3 separate regions of the Zea mays genome follow, and regions 1 and 2 are each linked to region 3. A link is a contact called in public Hi-C data. All regions are on one chromosome and are shown on one strand. The core of a region is the stretch at or near the end of the contact, and the rest is flanking DNA. Distances in the headings are between cores, read along the strand shown.

Evidence for each region. Hi-C and Micro-C count contacts between places; a contact is called where the count stands out from the background.
Region 1: a Hi-C map of tassel shows a contact between it and region 3, with 2.3 times the contacts expected there. The contact joins the promoter of LOC542738 here to the promoter of LOC100384690 in region 3. A contact is called at or near these places in 2 of 25 Hi-C or Micro-C datasets (ear and tassel).
Region 2: a Hi-C map of leaf shows a contact between it and region 3, with 5 times the contacts expected there. The contact joins the promoter of LOC100278635 here to the promoter of LOC100384690 in region 3. A contact is called at or near these places in 7 of 25 Hi-C or Micro-C datasets (bundle sheath, ear, leaf and 2 more).

What each region holds. Positions count from the first base shown.
Region 1 is chr6:164,937,236-164,941,497 of Zm-B73-REFERENCE-NAM-5.0, reverse strand. LOC542738 (replication origin activator 2) reads right to left here and starts at 2,582. Exons shown (of 16, transcript NM_001112248.2): 1 at 2,369-2,582; 2 at 2,177-2,289; 3 at 1,850-2,058; 4 at 1,246-1,376; 5 at 917-1,155; 6 at 593-829; 7 at 348-502; 8 at 65-273. The coding sequence starts at 2,434.
Region 2 is chr6:164,862,641-164,866,868 of Zm-B73-REFERENCE-NAM-5.0, reverse strand. LOC100278635 reads left to right here and starts at 2,738. Exons shown (of 1, transcript NM_001151847.2): 1 at 2,738-3,883. The coding sequence starts at 2,918. The coding sequence ends at 3,613.
Region 3 is chr6:164,696,079-164,700,384 of Zm-B73-REFERENCE-NAM-5.0, reverse strand. It overlaps LOC100384690, which reads left to right and starts at 2,257. Exons shown (of 9, transcript NM_001177167.2): 1 at 2,257-2,407; 2 at 4,255-4,306. The coding sequence starts at 2,297.

The DNA.
Region 1 (4,262 bases), core at 1,333-3,832, 240 kb before region 3:
ATAGCAAACAATCAAGAGGTACTATGGAGCAAGTGAAAGACATGATAAGAGCTTAGCAGCTTACAGTTCCATATATTGGATTTGCTGCAGCAATTACACTACATCTTGCATTTAGTGAGGCATGTATTCCTGCCTTTGCAATGGTTACAGTTTGCTGTTCCATAACTTCATGAATAGCAACTCGATCTTGATCATTCATTTTATCAAACTCATCAATGCAGACAACACCACGATCAGCAAGAACCATGGCACCAGCTTCAAGCCTTCGCTCCCCTGAACAAAAACTCGCCATGAGGCTTTTACAGGAATATGAATACCAATGCACTAAGTAGAGTTGTGTAATTTACCAGTCTCTTGATCAGAAGTCACAGCAGCAGTCAAACCAACACCAGATGAACCCCTGCCAGTTGTTGAGATAGCCAAAGGGGCAATGTTCATGACAGCTCTTAGGAGCTGGGACTTGGCAACTGAAGGATCTCCCACCATCATCATGTTTATATCTCTGTATGCCAAAATATAGAAATGAATGGATGAATAAATAAAGCATTATTAATTAAATCATGTATCAGCAATGATCTGAAACATCACTTACCCTCTCAAGTGAGTTCCATTTTTTAGATTCTTCTCGACACCACCTAGCATCAACAGTACTACTGCCTTCTTTATCCATAGATGACCATATATGGATGGAGCAAGAGAATTTCCCAGTAAGTCAAAGGTGTCATTTCTCCTTGATATTTCTTTCATCCGCTTCAGATCTTCCCGAGTGTAGACAGGTGCATTTGCCTCTTTGTTAAGAAGCGACACATTATTTGCGATAAGGACAGTTCTACAGACATAGCAATACAAAACCACATCATACTTCCGAAATAGGTGAATTGAAGCCAGCTCAGGTGAGGGTCATAGCTGAACTAACCTGAAGACACCACTAACACTTCCCTTGCTTTTCCCTGGTAGAGCCTTGTACACACCGACAATTGAGACACGGTCACCAGGTTTGCAACAATCTACAAGATCATCTTCTACAATAACATCGACAGTTCTTGGGAGCTGTCCAGGTGCAGAATTTTCAGGCACTTCTTGCATGGACAATGTCTGGTGATCCTTGTATTCACACATTCCATACTCGGTAACCAACAAGTTACCATTGTCATCCTAGCCATTACAGGTTGAGCAGCATTACAATTACAGTACCAAATGGAGTTGATTGAATAAAATTGCAGAGAGCAAACAGTAGGAGCATACCCTTGTTGGATAAACCGAGCCAGTAGGCAAGCCTACAAAAGATGTGATGTCCCTGTATTCACGCGAGAGAAAGTCCCCAGTCACAGGGCAGAAGTGGACACTCTTAACAACTTTTGGCCTAACCAACGAGCCTGTTTTTTTCAGGAGGAAAAAATAATATTAGCACTCAAAGGTGTATAGGTACTTCACTAGAAATCTGCTATGGAGTTATAATTTGATAGACCAAGTAGCTAGCATTAAAATAGTGTGCTATATGCACAGCAATAATGATGAATTAGCATAAGTCAATACTAAAGTTTCATTGTGAATTCGTATGTTCTGACATTGTCATTCATGTTCAACTTTTTACACACCTAACAAGGACAATTTTACCCATTCCGTTTGCAGTTTCCCTTTACCACAAAGATACCAACTGAAACTGAAACTAACACAAAACTTCTACCCATCAGCGAGAAGAATGCTAGTAAAGTTTAATTGGAACTTGTTCAAAAGACCCTGACAGCGCAATCTGGTACCATGTAAACAAAGTTCGCCGAATAAGCAGTATGGCAGGAACCAGAGCATAACGTGGTACATCTGCTGAAAGGGAGAAGTGAGCCGTTACATTTGGTGACGATGCCCTCAACGCAGACCATGGTGCCGATGAAGGAGGACATGAGATCCCTGGGCGTGACCCTGTGGAACCCGAACGGACCCGAGAAGCCCACCATCACGCGCTCCCCTTCCTTCAAAAATTTGGGATCCAGGTTCCTCGCCACCTCCGACACCGCGTCCGACGCCGGCTGCATATACTCCCCGGGGGTCCGGATCACCCTATTCACACGCAAGGGCAGACCGCATCAGCCAGGAAGGCAGGAACTTGCCCAACATGGCAACAGAGACGCACGAGAAAGGAGAAAGTGAGGGAAGACAGCGGCGGCCGGCGTGGCACCTGCGGGCGAGATCGAGATTGTGATTGCGGAGGTCGTCCATGCCGATGATGAGGCGGTGGCGCTTGTTCTGGACCATGTCGCGGACGGCCTGCATGTAAACCCCCTTCCCGACCTGCGGCGGAAGGCAAGAACGTCAGCCGAGGACCCTGCGAACCGCGGCGGCGCTCGGGACGGCGAGGGGAGGGACTTACGTCTTGGTCGAGGAAGTCGAGGAAGGCGCGCTTATGCGCCGCCATTGCCTCCTCGTTGATTTCCATGGCTGCCTGCGGCTTCGGAGACGGAACGCGAGGCCGGAAGAACGAGCGGGGCTGCTGGAGGAAGAAGGCGGGGCGCGAGAATGGGAGCTGCGGCAGGCGGGCGGATTTGGATTTGGGGGCAAGGGTGGGGAGGGATGAAGGCGGCGCGTTTTGGCGGGAGTTGGCGCGCGGTGTGGCTGGAAGAGGTGGTTTTCGCGCGCTCGGTACGTGGCTACTGGCTAGGGCCGCAGGGTCAGCGGACTCGTTGGGCTCTTGGCTGACTATTCCGCATTCCATGGGCTTTGGATCGCAGCCAGTATCACACGCGCGACATTTAGACAAAGAGAGGCCGTAGTTGAGGCTCGCTAGCTGCACGGGCCCATCGGCGAGCAGCTGGTAGCATTTGGCCCAGTAAGGGGTGCGGGTACGTTGCGACAACCCCGCGTTGCCCCTCCTTGACTCCTTGTTCACAGCCGGCGCACGCCCTCCACCGTTTCTCAAGTGAACCTTTCTCGTCCTCTATCTGTCTTTTTAAGGACTACTTTGAAACTTAAACCATCCATAAGATTTCCGAGGATTGAGAGAAAAATTAAGCCTTTTCCCCCTCAATCTCGGAAAATTCGAGGCTCAGCCATTAGATTCACGTGCGGTTGGCGAGATGGCTCGTCTTTCTCCCCTTCGTTCTCCTGGCCGTCCCCCTCCTCAACCACCCCATGCCTCAAATGTCATTGCCGGGAAAATCCTTCCCCATCCTCAAAAAGCGAAAAACTCTAAGCCCAGGAAGACGCTACAGGAATGGGCCGTTCCTTGCGATGGTCGTTGGCGCGGCTGGACTTCAGGGGTGACGACCCCATACACGAAGGTGAGAGACGAGGCAAATGGACGTGGCCCATGCAGTGCAGTGAAAAGTCTGAACCCCTCAGGTATTTCCTCCCCGTCTTCTTCGCCTTCTCCTCGTCTTTCCAGCGCGGTGACTCAAAGGGGAAAACTAGGGTTTCCCAATGACCTAATCGGAGGTCGCCCTCTTCCTCACCTTGCTGCTTTCCTCTCTTCCCTTTGGCGCTTGCCTTCCTCGGTGAAAACCAGCTTCTGTGGTGGCTGGAAATCCGTTCCCATTCGTCCTCTTCCTCCTTCGGATCCGTGGCCGAGAGTAGGGATTGGATTCCAAATCCCTAAAGAATCGACCGCGATGGATTCAAAAGGAAAGAATACGAAGTGGGATCGCCAAATTCCTAAACCACAGAGACAAAACTCTCCCCCTTGGGGAAGACACCGAAACCTTAGCTGGCGCTTGAGACCCCCTCCGATGAAGGCTGAGTCCAAACCGGACCTGCAGGCTGCAACATCTGGTGAGAGTGCGGATCCAGGTAACATGAACCACCCCACTCCCCCCGTTCCTATGGATCTAGATCTAGGTCGCCGATTTTTTTGCCAGAAATGTGGGGAGGAAGGGCACCGTGCTAGAGAATGTTCCAAACCCCTCTGGTGTGAGATCTGCAGGAAGGAAACACATGTGACTGCTAAATGTGTTTGGCCTAAACAAAGCAAACCTACCATACCTATAGTGGGTATGGCGGCTGATGGGTTAGGTTTCTATGCTTCTCAGTTTGCAAAAAATGCTGCTAAGAAACCTAGAAAAAGTTTTTTAGGATTGGTGAAAGTCATTGAGGGAGAGACTAGGTGTGAGGATCTGGAACAAGATTTCAGTTTCCATTTTCCTTGGGGAAAAACTTGGAAAGCCACTAAATGTCCCTCAGGTTTTTTAATGCAGTTCCCATCGCAGGAAAGATTAGATGAGGTTGTTAACTTTCCTGAGCTAAAAAATGAAAATATCTGGGATTAAAATTAG
Region 2 (4,228 bases), core at 1,489-3,988, 170 kb before region 3:
TCATTCTATTCTTTTATAGCCTACACGAAATCTCCATGCCTCAGAATGGAGCTTCAATGTTTTAGAGCATCCACGTGTTATGTGTGGATCATCCACACTCTTCATGGTTGACTGTTTTGGGAGGTTTAGGCTATTTATACCACTCCACTCTTCCTAGATAATTATCTTCAACTTCATTCACTCCTATCTCTACCAACACATCCTATCTATATACTCCACTGTTAGTCTTAACCACATTTGTCCAAATTTTGGTGACTCCTTGAGGTAATTCGATCATATAAAGTGTGGGAAATCTAGAGAAGTTCAAGAACCATTCATCCTGAGCACTTTGGCCAAACCCTAGCCACCTGGTGTGTTCGTTATTCTTGTGTCTTTGCTTCTAGCTAGATAGAGATTTTTTCGAAGCTCCCAATCGATTGTGGTTGAGCACCAAGAGGTTTATATTGCCCTTTGCAACTTAGTGAAACTCTTTAACTTACTACTTCGGTGCTGAATTAAAGAGATGTGAGTTGAAAGAGACCCTATAGCCTTTATGGTGTCCACAACAACCTGGATGCAGGCAAGCCATTGCGACAAGTTGAACCATGGGATAAAACCTAATGTGTTGTGTTTGTTATTGTATATCACTTGTGTTTGAATTTGTTTTTTTAATCTTTGCACCCGATCTACACTCCCCATGAGCTTTGAGTGCAACCGCTGCTCGTAGGAAGGTTGCTATATGAATCCATTCAAAGTTCGCAGTTCATAGTCCATCGTGTTTGGTTTGTGTTATGAGGAACAAAGGAACCGCAATCAGGATGTTTGATCGAGTTTTGTGAGTTTTTAGAAAAACATGCCTATTCACCTTCCCGCCACGCTCTTGCTAGATCCTTTCACCGAGGAAGATGGCAATTTTACAAAATGGCCTCTAAAGAATATCATAGGCTTTCTTCCGTTTTATGTATTTAAGGGCTTGTTTAGATCATAATTAGATTATCATAATCTTAAATGTGCATGTGTTTACCGTAATCATAATTATGGATTGTAATAACTATATTGTTTGGCTGCCTTGATTATAGTAGTAGATCGTGGTAGGTTAAAGTTAGATTTTTTTTGAACTTTTAGGCTCACAAAACGAAAAATTGGTTGGAGGGCAAGTTGAACTTTAGCACCCATAATCCTCAAAATCATATCTCACCTAAATTATGATATTATGATAATAAGGGATTTTGATATAATAATTCATCATATAGTCAATCATATACGGATCATAATTTAATTATAGAAACTTATTATTATAATAAGAAAGTATCCAAATAGGACCTAAGCTATCTTGGGCACTACACCTCCATCCTTTTATGTCAACCAATCTTGTTTTGTCTTGGCCTCAAATGTTCCTACATGTTGGGTCTATGTGAGCACACATTCAGCATGCCACATTGTCATACGGGCACAAGTCTAGATCTATTTGGATGATCACTAAGACCCAAATAGATATTAAAACTTAAAATGGTGTATTTTATAAGCATGGACCGACATTACACGTCTTAATAAATCTGATGACGATTTATATATTCCATACTCATCGATAACCAAGTTATTAAACAGTGGGTACGAGATGTGCTGCCGTGTGCCTTTTACTCCGATCGTAACCACCATACAGTGAAACCGTTTTTTAAACCTATAAATGTGAACCATATGCGTGAGTACTCTTTCCTCGAATAATTCAGCAGCAGTCTGATGGTTGAAAACGGATTATAATAGGATTAATAGTCAGCAACCCTCGTGCTTCTCCATGGAACTGTTATTGGTTATTCAGAGTATTATTTCACCGTACGGCCTGCTGTATCCCCCCCCCCCCCCCTACGAGTTGCTATATGTCAGGTGTCTTGATTTTTTTTTAATTTTAATGCAACAACTCACACAGTAGACAATTAGTATAATTAAAAAGACAAACTCGCAAGTGACAAAAGATAAAATTTTCTATAGGAAAACAATGATAAATTACATTTTACCTTAGCAACAATAAATTTAGGTGACTAAATGTTGGACGACGGTTTTTTACTTAATTTATATTGAAATTATAGATTCAGTTTATCATAATTTGTGTATATATAATCTACAATCTTTTGTTTGGAGAATAAAAAACGTATCAGAGAAGTAACAATTATTTCTATAGTCAGTCGAAGATTAATTTGTTTTGATTTGTTACGAGGCAAAATTAAATCACAAATCATAAAAACAATAACTTACTATTAGTTGGTTTGTACGAGAGTATTGTCAGGAAGTCATCTAAAAATTTAAATTTTTAAGCATCTAACATATAGGAGAAGTGGATAAAAGATCAGGCATATGAGATATATAAGAAGTGGTTTTGTTCCTCGTCGTCCTTGCTTTTACGTTTTACTTGGATTATTGCTCCTTCGAAAAATTTGGGGTAGGGCATGCGGAACGAGACGGGCATCGCCGTTGAGCTACACATACCGTCTAATTGGTTTACAGAGCGTGGCCAATCAGGCTCGTACGTATACAGTTATTTTGAACGTACAAGGGGCGGATACATAAAAATGACTATAGGTGAAACAATGTCACTGCCGTCTGCCGACACGTCACATTTCGCGCGCATCTCCGTGACTCCGTGTGGTAAAACGGCCTGAGAAAGGTGCGGCACTGTTCCGTAAGCCGCAAGTGAGCCACCGAGCGGCACAAGAACTCCCGTCCCGCGTGCGTATAAAAACCGCACCATCGATCGGTTCGCATCGCATCGCTCAACGAGAGTTCTTCTTGGATCGTGGACTCGATCGAATACTCGATCGCGGCGCCACACATTGCCCACGCCGCGCCGACTAGCTAGCTACCAGCCTAGCTACCACCAACGACTACCACACCACTGCACTTCGTCCCACTGCTCGGCCCGATCACGATCGATCCAGTGAAGATGCCGCCAGCTCCCAGCCCCGGCGCACACGGCGCCAGCGGCGCGGCGACGCCGCCCAGCAAGCCGCAGAGCCCGCTGCGCATCACGCACGACGGCGAGTTCTACGCGCGCCTGCTCACCAGGGAGAGCTCGCTGGGCAACCCCTCCTTCCGCTACTACGGCGCGGGCACCGGCGCCGTGCCGTTCGTGTGGGAGTCCCAGCCGGGGACGCCCAAGGACGCCTACTCCTGCCGGATGCTGGCCACCGCCGCCGCCGGGGTCGGGCCGGTCATCACCCCGCCGCCCTCCTACTACCTCCACGGCGTGCCGCTCGGGCGTGCCAACCGGCGCCACGGCAAGACGACCGGCGGGTACAAGTACAAGCAGCTCAAGTGGGTCAAGCTCAGCTTCATCGCCACCGTCTTCCGCCGCCTTGCCTTCGGTAATAAGTCGCGGCCCTCGTCGGCGGCGGCGGCGGCGGTCAAGTCCTCGTCCTCGTCCTCGTCCTCATCGTCCTCTGCTCGCTGGCTCTTCTCCGGCTCCAGCGCCGCCGAGGCCCGTGACCAGGAGTGCTGCGGCTACGACGATCCTGCGGCTGCTGAGCCGCGGACGAAGGGGGCGGTGCTGTGCCTCGGCATCCGGGCGACCCCGTGGATGGTGCAGTTCTGCGGCGGCCAGAGGGAGCAGGCTGGCTGGGTGTACGGCTGGCGCCCGTAGTCGTCGTCCGGTCGCTGTCGACCAAATCATATGTGCAACGGCCGGTCCGTGTCCGTGCATGCAGTGTGATTGGCCGGACGCCCGGACCCGACCTTTATATTGGATCTAATTGTTCGTGCATATGGATGTTCCTGTGTTTGATCCAGTGTCCGTCACCGTGCTCGGAAACAAGATAAGATAAAAGCTGTTTCGGGGTGGCGTGAGCGTGACTGGCGTCGTGTTGCTATGCCCATATATATATGTATACATGTATCTTGCACCTCCCCCGAACCATTGTTGTTGTTGTCTAGCTAGTGGTGTGTTTAATGCATGTTGATGAATGGAGATCGATCACGAGTCACGACTAGACTAGAGAGACCTGACACTTCACGTGCCCGCTCACCCCATCCCCCAAACTACTCTCCGTGTCTGGGGTTCTTCCGGTATGCTAGCAAGTAGCAACCATATGGGCCGTGTAGCTCTGAAGTACTAGTCGCATGTTCAGTTTGGATGTTAGGTTGCCAACATTGGAATTTCCTCCTCCACGAATCCTCTCCAAATCACTTGCCACCAATCTCCAAATCCCTTGCCACCAAACGAGCCCTCAAGTTCTTTTGCACGCTGGCTTGGGTTTTG
Region 3 (4,306 bases), core at 1,008-3,507:
TTTCTTGATACTTTAATAAAAGACTAGCGTGTCAATGAGAGTTTGTATGTTTATCGCATTTAAGCTTTAGCATTTATATTTTGTTACCTTGGTTATGTGCTTTACCTTCCTAGCTTAGTTATTGACAACTAGATAGGTTTGGAGCTTAGATTGTATAACTCTTTTGCGATCGAGATAACAACACTTAGTCAAAACCTTAGATGCAAAGAAAGCCTCGTTTTATTGCATAGGTTTTGACTAGGATAAAAATAGATGCCATAGACTAAGAGAGAAATTTAAAAACTCAACTTGCAGGGGTAAGACAGTTCATGAGTGTTGTATTAAGAAGACATTATCACACAAATCGAGAAAACCTCGAACTTCTACCCCACCCATACACAACGACACTGTAGCCCATATAAGAATGACTGCGACCAGGATCATACCTTAGACTTATGCTTTGGCATGGGATAAACAAGGGGAATTTTAACCACAATTTTAAATTTACTCCCATAGGGAGTCAAAAACTTAGGACCTTAGGAGTGCTACTTGGACCAACTAACTAACTCAGCTAGAGGCCCTTTAGAAAAATATAGACCTTTCAGGTCAAGAAAAATCCTAAACCGTTGCCCCCATACAGAGCGACTAGCCCATGTGGGAACTACCACAATGGGAATCTGACCTTAGACATGTGCTTTGGCGTGAGATAGTCGAGGGGATTTTTTTAAACTTAGCCTAAAATTTGCTCCCATTGGAAGTTGAACTCAGGACCTAAGCAACGATACTCAGACCACCTAACTAACTCATATATAGGCCCTTTCGCAAAAGAGAAATTAGATTGCCTAATTCACCCTACTCTTAGGTGTCAAGTGTTTCTTCAATTGGTATCAAGGACAATGACTCAATTTGGAACTTTTGGCTTAACCAATTGTCACTTTAATCATTCACCCATGGACGCTTACCATGGATCATTGTACATTATTTCGTTCTCCTTGGTTCATGGTTCCGGCGATATCCTTAGGTGGAGATAACTTACCTTACAACTTGATATATCCCCATATCGTTGCATGGCTCCAAAGCTTTAGGTGGAGCACCTCTGCTCCAGAATTTAGATTTCTTTCTTATAACCAGTGACAGTGGCGGTCCTTCAAACTCCATGTTTAGGTTGCTTTTTAAGGATTATAGCATAGCAAAAGCGACACTCTAGAGATTTGTACAGCTCTCAAAACTCCATAGAATGTGCACTCCAGAGTTTTGATCTAGAACCATGGCAAACACCCCCCTCATACACCTTTACTCACTCTCTTAGTGGTTAAAAGACTAAAGTTTAGGTTTCCATTAGTCATTCTGTTTAATAGTTTAGAAATTAGAGATACTAAAATTTAATTTCTAAAGCTTAGGAGGTGAGAATCAAGACCTTAGAGCCACTCCTAGAAACTAGCCATATCGTTTTGTGAAGATAAATTTGGCTATTATTTAAATAAAAACTTGTTCAATAGACTATGCAAATGACTTTTTAAATTTAATAGCTCTCTATTCCTTTACCTCCTCTCTGTTTTTGGACAGACGGCTTCACTCGCTATTCGTTTTGTTGGTTTTACAGAGTTTGTTGGAAATTAACCTACTCTTTTGTAAAATCTATTTTAGAAAATAACTAAATTAGTATATTTGGCTAACATTTTTGGCTAACCTCTTGAAGTTAGCTTTTACAATTGATGGGCGTGTTCGGCTGGCTACAAGCCGACACTGTTGCAGCTGTTTGGACTGCTGCAGCTGCAATCCATAGAGAGAAAAATACTGTAGAAGCCGCAGCCGCAGCCGGATTGCAGCCGCAGCAAGCCACAGCGAACAAGCTGGATATTTCAACGGTACCGCACTTACGTTATCTCTGATCTTCTATCTTATCCCATATTTCAAAATCTACTTTACAATATAAAACAATATTTTCTACGGTCGTATACACAATTCCAACAGTACCGGGCGTACGCCGTCCGATACGTTTCGTCCTCCTATGTCCCACCTGGCAGTCTCGCAGCGCAAACCATCTCACCAACTAGCCATCTATTTATAGGCGTCGCCATGGCCCTCCTCCAACATCAACCAGCGACTCACACACCCGCCCGCCGCTTCTGTAGCCGCCGCCGCCACCCCCCCCCCCCCCCCCCCCCCCCCCCCCCCCCCAACCAACCAACCGCGCAGGGAGAAAACCACAGCGCAGCACATGCAGCGCCTCGCCTCCTCCCGGAGGCTCCTCCAGGCCGCGCTCGCCGCGGCCGCCGTCGCCGCGCCCGCGCCAGCGAATGGCGCCTTCCCCAAGATGCCGGCCTTCGACTACACGCCGCCGCCGTACAACGGGCCGCGCGCCGAGATCTTCCGGAAGCGCGCTCAGTTCCTCAGCCCATCCCTCTTTCATTTCTACGATCGCCCAGTACGTGTGCCGCTCCCCCATCGCCACTCCAGTCTTCAGTTCTGTGGGAAGGACTATACTGCTACGACCAAAAAGAAAAACAAAAAAAACTGTAAATTACCTTCGGATTTCAATATTTTTTCGGTAAAAACTGCACCAATTGTCGCCCTGGTGATCAGTTAAAATACGAAGAATCGAACTACTAGCATTTTTCGTAACTAAAACATTTTTTGTTTACTGTTTTGAGAAATGCGGTCTTCTTGGTAGTCCTTTGGCACAGAGCAGCAGTGATCTTTGTCGTTTTCCGAGAGGTTTGATAGGATTGCTGATACTGCATGTGCTCTGTTCTTATCTGAAGTAAAATGAGATCTGAGATAAATATACAAAAGTATGCAACCAAGATCTGTGTCAGAACCCAATAAAATGTCAGCACTCAACAGCCGCAAATTCTGTATTGCAGGCAGTATGACTCGAACAGGAGTCTTAAGTGAATCAATAAAAGAAACTTGTAATACCAGTACCACAAGCTGTCGAGTGTCGACAGCAGGAGTATTGTTTTTTTTTCAGTGAATAGTAGATCCTTTTGCCAAATGAACATGCCGGATGGGTTGACAAATGAATAAGTGACAGGCTTTTCCTGGGTTGTTGCAAATTGCAATGACGTGGCTGCCCAGTTTTGCCTGCAAACTTGTAGAAAATCTAGGTTGTACCGATTAATTTCCACTTTTTTACTAATGGTCAGATGCCTGATTTCTATCTTCTCTTCAAAAGATACTGTATCCATCTTTTTGCTTATTTTTTTCCTGTATTAAGATGCTCAGCTTTACATGCTCATGAACTAACAGTGAAGGTTGTTGTCTGAAAACATACTATATTTCAGGTGGGCACCTGAAATATAACAACTCTCTAATTTCCGCAACTATTTTTTTGTGCCCTCTTAGATCTCAAATATATGTAGCTGCGCCACTTTTTCTTTGTTTGTCAGAATATACATGGTTACTGACAACACAACATTTAATTTTTTTTACGCATTGCCAAAGTACATAAACAAGGTCAAGATTGGATTTCTGGAGACAGTACTTACCGTGTACCTAACTTACTGACTCCCGTCCCATTAAAAAATAATGTTGAAGCATATATACTTATATAATTTGATAGAAGTTGGCACAAAGGAAGAGGAAAAAAACGCTAGCATTTTGAGATTCATTTGCATCTCTGAAATGAAGCAAACAGCAAAGTAACCAGTGCATGTTATCATTCTGTAATTACTTAATATATGAGATCGTCTGAGTGCCTCCTGTAGTATATGGTGAACCCCGATCAAGTAGTATTAGTTTTCCAACCAAGCAACACAAGCTTTAGTTTTCCAACCAAGCAACACAAGCTAAGAGCATCTCCAAGAAAACAAGCAAAGGCTTCCATAAACCATTTTTATAGAAGAAACGCTGATTTCCATACTCCAACAGAATCCCCTTCCTTGCTCGTATTTTTTCGCGACCCACATGCGCGACAAAAAAGTTCCCCCAATCGACTGCGTACGTGCGCACGCTAGCTGGTGGCGTGGCGGACGTGTCCTGCTGGTGTGAGAGAACACAGGGCAGTGGCATGCAAATTTAAAAAAACCAACGACATGCATGTGGGCTAGCTACATGCATTAAAAGTTGGTCCAGTTTCGTTTTAGTTTTTATTTTGGGGAAACTGCTGGAGTAAACATTTTATTCCACCCGTAATCAGTTTTAGTATGCCCTCCATAATCAGTTTTTGGGGAATTTTTTTGCATATTCTTTTGGAGTTGCTCTAAAGTCATCGTCAGTGCCACAGCAATATTGCATTCAGCTGATCATTTATTAATGTGATATTTGTTGCAGTTGGACATAGTCGAAGGAAAGATGCAGTACCTATTTGATGAGGATGGCCGTC